2 separate regions of the Hordeum vulgare genome follow, and region 1 is linked to region 2. A link is a contact called in public Hi-C data. All regions are on one chromosome and are shown on one strand. Each heading gives the region's core, a stretch centred on a gene start, on an enhancer-like site or on the middle of the called end of the contact. The rest is flanking DNA. Distances are from core to core; before and after follow the strand shown. Region 1 holds the start of LOC123443026 (probable magnesium transporter NIPA4). Region 2 holds the start of LOC123443009 (amino acid permease 4-like).

The links. A called contact is a pair of places that touch in the nucleus more often than the background predicts.
Region 1: a Hi-C map of seedling shows a contact between it and region 2, with 2.5 times the contacts expected there. The contact joins the promoter of LOC123443026 here to the promoter of LOC123443009 in region 2. A contact is called at or near these places in 1 of 6 Hi-C or Micro-C datasets (seedling) and 1 of 1 datasets of contacts at active chromatin or transcription factors (embryo).

What each region holds. Positions count from the first base shown.
Region 1 is chr1H:434,704,702-434,707,500 of MorexV3_pseudomolecules_assembly, reverse strand. It overlaps LOC123443026 (probable magnesium transporter NIPA4), which reads left to right and starts at 1,532. Exons shown (of 9, transcript XM_045119250.1): 1 at 1,532-2,100. The coding sequence starts at 1,935.
Region 2 is chr1H:434,453,292-434,456,086 of MorexV3_pseudomolecules_assembly, reverse strand. LOC123443009 (amino acid permease 4-like) reads right to left here and starts at 1,276. Exons shown (of 5, transcript XM_045119229.1): 1 at 1,154-1,276.

The DNA.
Region 1 (2,799 bases), core at 283-2,782, 250 kb before region 2:
CATAATTCAAATAAATGTACAAAGAAAGACACATAACTCACTCTACGCCGTCGAGAACGGAGCGCCCATCTCCATCGTCCCACGCTGCCGCACCAGGGATGAGCGTGTGCACACACTAGACGGAGAAGAAAGATTTGTCCCTGTGGTCGAGGGAAGAGGAGTTCCCGCGGTCGTCCCTGCCATCTCCAACAGAGCCGTCGGCGCCGCCGTCGGCGGCCATGGGTGAAGATGACGAGGGCGAGCGGGAAGGATGAGGGTGCCGCGCGATGGGATTTAGGGGGGGGGGAGGGAGTGGGTGGATGGGCCGACGTACAGGGTTTGTCTAGCGCTGTATAACGACAACTGACGCGCGCGGGCCACGTGACACATGACATCGGGCCTCGTGCGTCAGGTTTGTCTTCAAATGGCGTTGATCGCACGATCAACATTTTTAGCAAACTGTTAAATGTGACGTTTTTAACAAAAACAAAAGTTGGTGGTTTTTTTATTTAAGGTCGGGCAACTCCAACGGGCCGACCCAAACAGACTGCGATTTTGTCCGCTTTTGATCCGTTTGGGTCGGCTCATCGGACACGAATGTGTGCTTCGGCGTTTGGATCGGCGCATGCGTCCAACGCTGTCTCGACCCATTTTTTACCGACATGCCAAAAATATATATAAGAATTTGCGAAAATACTTAACATGCATAATTAAACATTAAAAGCTGGCCACGAAGGCCGACGAGAGTCCACGCGTCCGTATTACATTAGTTAACATAAAAAAAACCTAAAACTACGTGGCAGCCCTAGGCGACGAAGGCGTCGTCGTTGTCGGGGCCGGTGAGGTCGACCAGTGTATGCGCAGGACCGGCCCAGGGGAACACCGTGCTCCAGAGCACAACTGCGTGCGCCTCCGTCGTCTGTCCTGCCGGCGCGGGCTGTGCTGGTGGTGGTGGCACTGGGACACTCACACGCTGGCGAGGCCGGCGAGAAGACGCCGGCAGGGAGATGGCGCGGGGGTAGAGCGGGGCCTTGCCCTTGGGCGGGAAGGAGCCGACCATGGTGCTAGGGTTTGGTCGTCGAGGAAGTGGCGAGATGGGGAAGTGTGGGTTTCTGAAAGCAGATGAGCCGGAACCCAATGCACGCTCGGATTAAAAAAGGCCGACCGCGGTTGCTGACGCGTGGGTCCAAGATGGACGGCCGTTATAAATAATGTTGACCGCGGTGATTGGGAGCGAACACCGAGTGGGCGCGTGCGTCGGTGCGGACGCGTCCGCTTCGCGTCCGCGCCAACGCATTTCAGGCTCAAATTTAGACCGGAAATGGATTGGCGCGGACGCGGAACAGACGTGTTTTAAAAATAAATCGACGCGTTGTGAAATTCGATTTTATCCTCGTCGACCCAAACGAACGGTGGTGAATGGAATTAGTCGCGTGATTGAAGTTCCTCTAAATTACTCTAAACACGGCGCACAGCATCCGCCGTTACCAGGGCCAGCCACACCACAGCAGTAGGCGCCGCAGAGGACAAAAAACCGAGTAGCTCGCACGGCACGAGCCACGCACGCACGCACGCACGCACGGCTCTTGGAGGACTGGCTGACCGCCTGCCCTCTGCCCCTCTCCCCCGCTTCCGTCTCGACGACGTCGTCGCCGCAGTCGGCAGTCTTTTGCTGGTTTTTGTCCTGCGGCCTCTGCCGCCCGTCCGCGCGCGACGCGATACCTTCTCCTCTCCCCTCCCCTCCCACTCCCCCGCCCCGCGTAGAGCTCACAAAGCCCCCAACCCCGAAGCAGGCGAGCACCAGCACAGCCAGGCGAAAAGCCAAGCCGTCCCACCGACGTGGCGAGCGGCCTCTCCAGTCCAGATCTCGCATGCGCGGCCGCCGCCGCAGGAGGAGGGGGAGGAGGACGGGCTAGGGGGTCGGCGGCGCCGGAGGCGACGGCGGGTTTTCCGAGATGGGCGGGGAGCGGCTGGGGAGCTGGGTGGTGTCCTACACCGGGATGTCCGCGGACAACATCAAGGGCCTGCTGCTGGCGGTCTCCTCCAGCCTCTTCATCGGGGCCAGCTTCATCGTCAAGAAGAAGGGGCTCAAGAAGGCCGGCGCCTCCGGCGTCCGCGCAGGTGCGTCCCTTCCCGCCCGCCCCAGCTCCACCCCCCCTCTCTGCTCCGCACACCCCCGTCTCGTTCCACACTGCCCGGCGAACAGCGCGAGGCCTTCCCTGTGCTGCCGCCGCCTCGCCGCGCTGCTGGCTGGCTCCCTAGCCTAGATCTGCGCGGAGCCGCGCGAGATTCGGATCTCGCTTTCGCTGTCGGTGGGGGCCTGCGCTGGACCCTGGATAGGTACGACTTTGGAGCAGCAAGCGCATTGGAGATCGGAATGGTTGTTGAGCTTGGACTGAGACGTTCCTGAACTTTGCTTGATGTTGTTCCACCAATACCAATCATTAGTACTCGTACAACAGATGACATGGTGGTGATGGGCTGATGGCTTGATTTACCTTGCATTTCTTCCTTGCTCCTGCACCTTTAATATCACATTCAGCATGGATTTCTCGGAAATATGACAATCATTGACTGTAGGCGGGAGATGAATCCTCACTTACTCATAGCATTTGTTGAACCGGGGAGATGTATACAATAGACTCCTGTCAGCTTGTTGTCCTTTAAACTTTAAGAATATTTGTTGCGCCAGGAAAATGTATGCAATGGACTCCCTTCTGTTAGCTTGTTTCCCTTAAACTTTCAGCGTATATCATTCTCTTTAAAAATAATAATTATAAAAGTCAGTGTTTGCTGATGATCATATGCCCTGTTCTAGGT
Region 2 (2,795 bases), core at 27-2,526:
GCTAGAGCACACAGTACAGTTCGATCGCTATGTATAGTCGCAGCAGCAGTATTTATATCTCGTTGTACCTCACCTAGGTAAGTAGCACCGCGATTACAACGTCAACGAGGACGAGGTAGGGAGCGGGACGCGGGGTGGAATTCAAAGGCGGCCGGTTTACCGCTCCACTAAATCGACCCAAGGTGGTATAGTGGGCGACGGATCAGGGAAGGGGCGAGCGAGTGCAGTGTGAGGAAGAGATGAGAGTGGGGGCGGCAATTTATAGGCGCCTGCCTGGAAGGTTGGTGGGTGTTCATTCGGGTTGGGCTCGAGGAAGTGGGGATGCTCTAGGGAATTTTTTTAGCGTACCCCCATGGGTATATAGCATCTGTTCTCGGCGATCTTTAAGTTGAAGCCGATGTTATGGGCTGGTAGAGCATTGCTTGATGCCTCTACTATGCGAAGAAGAATATGTCATGCGTGTCTCACCCACTTGGTCAGATGATCGCGTATGTATACATTACATATGCTCTTTTTTTTTTTGCGAAGTGTAGACACTACATATATACGATAGCTCAAAGATCAAGTGGTATGCATGCATGGGTGTAGCATGCAAACTTGTTGTTTATTGGGACATACTATATCTCTATGAGGAAAATCCAATGTAAAACAAAAAGAAAATTGCTCAGCTAAATTTGTTTCATGAATTGATGGCCAGGGTTTTTTGCAAAAGGATGGACCACGCGACACTCCTCTAGCTAGTGGCACAAAGGAAAAAAAAACGTGGCCGATCGGTGTAATGGTTGGACCCCTCCTCTCTATTGTCTCCGGGCACACATGTCAACTTGCTTCTTGCACTGTCTCCTCACTGTAGCTATAGCTGCATTGGTCAGCGAGAACAGCGTGCCTACCTCGCTAGCAAGTTGTTACACACGCCCGACTGAAAACGATGACACCTGCACCTGCACGCATGTGCATGCATGCTCCCACGCAAGATCATCAAATATCTAGGGTACTCATAAGTCATAACCCAAGCTAAGGCCATGGAATGGAATTAAATCTCTGACAACAAACTATGCGGTAGCTGCATGCACCAAAGATAGGATAAGATCGCAACAGTGCATGCTCTACTAGATACTATCTATCTTTTGATGCATGCATTGCGTTTTCTTACCTTTGCAAAAAGTATCCTCTCCTTGACCACCTCTCTCCTTGCAAGAGAGTGTCACGAGGAAAGTTCAGGGCTATCAAAGTGTTGTGTCAAGAGATGGGGTTAAACTTGCTGTGATGGTGTGTTCAAGTGTGCCCAATGGCCACGGTATTTATAGGGGTGGGCAGGGCTGGCTTTAGGGTGCACAATGTGTGTCTGGCGTGTTCCATGTTCAATGCATGGCTGGATGATACTGTACTATACTATCACTTCAAGGCTCAAGGGAGGCCCTTGGGTGTTTGTACCCCACAGGTTCTCGACCATCCTTTTTTCCGCGGCCTAGAATATGTTCGGTACTCCTCTCGGCCACGAGATTAAGTAAGTTGATCGCCCACTAGGGATCGTATCACGATCTTGTTCCCGGATAGATTGTGAAAAATAGGGAAGACTTCGTGCCCATGGTTTCTCACATTTTCTGCAAAACGTCGAAATGTGTGGCTCCTAACGGCAAGTACAGAGGTAATTTAGCGGTGAGAAGTGAAATGTTGGATATGGTATATGCTTGAGTTGGATTTGTGTGTGGGGCGAACATATTCTATTACTGTTGTTGTGGCCTTCTCCAGAACTCCTGCCAATCAGGGACCTTAACAAAACAGCTCCGCTGATTGCTGCATACACTGTACACGTCTCATGTTTGCAATGAGCAACCAAAGTATTAGCGGTGTGCTAGCTAGCTAGGACTAGCTTAAATTCGAGAAATAGAGTGATTAGTTGATGAAGACTGAATTAACAACCTCTTAAGAGTCAGGTAGTCTAGCTAAGAAAACTAGAAGCCACCCATGATTTTTTATTTTAAGAAACTTTTAATCTATTCATCGTACCATGGTAAGTACAAAGAATAAAGAGATAGCAATAGCCGAGTTTCAGTTTTGGGCGCGTTCACCTTATCACTCGTTGGATCTTTTTTCGCGCCGCGATTCGTGCTTGTAGGTGTTTGCCCGTTGTCTAAGTCTGTCGTCGCCCGTTTCTGCTCGCCTGGAGCGGCCCGTTTTCTGCAGTTACCTCGGACCGTTCGGTGGATCGGCTAGGCGAAGCGTCCCGAATCATCCATTTATCTCCGTCTTGTGTCTCCCATCCCCCACATCACATGTGTTCGTCTTCCTCACATCTACAGAATCGCTGGAAGGGCGAGAGCTGAAAGGGGAGAGGAGTTTGCCGTTTTATGCGTCCCGTTTATTTAAGTAAGGCATTTCTCCCAAGGTTATTTTTCTTTTTTATTCAAGTAAGTCATTTCTAGGGTTAGTGCAGATGTGATGTATAGAATGGAGAGGTTGTTTAGGGATTGATGTAGATTTGTCTCTTTTAGGGGGAGGGGGAGGGGAGGGGATTAGGGGTTGATATATGGTTTTGTCACTAGGGTTGACACAGGGTTGAACAAGAGATTTTTGATGGATGTGGTGGATGGGATTCCCTTTGTTATCTCATTTCGAAAGTAACATTTTTTTTTTCAGTTGCACACTTTTTTCTTTTTTTGTAGGACTTGTAGATAGGTGTGCTAGTCCATTTTCGTCCCTTTGTTCAGGGATGGTGGGTTTGCTAGCCCATTTTAGTTCCTTTTTAGAAGTAGGTGTTGTAGGTCCTGATGCAAACACATGTTATGTAGGGG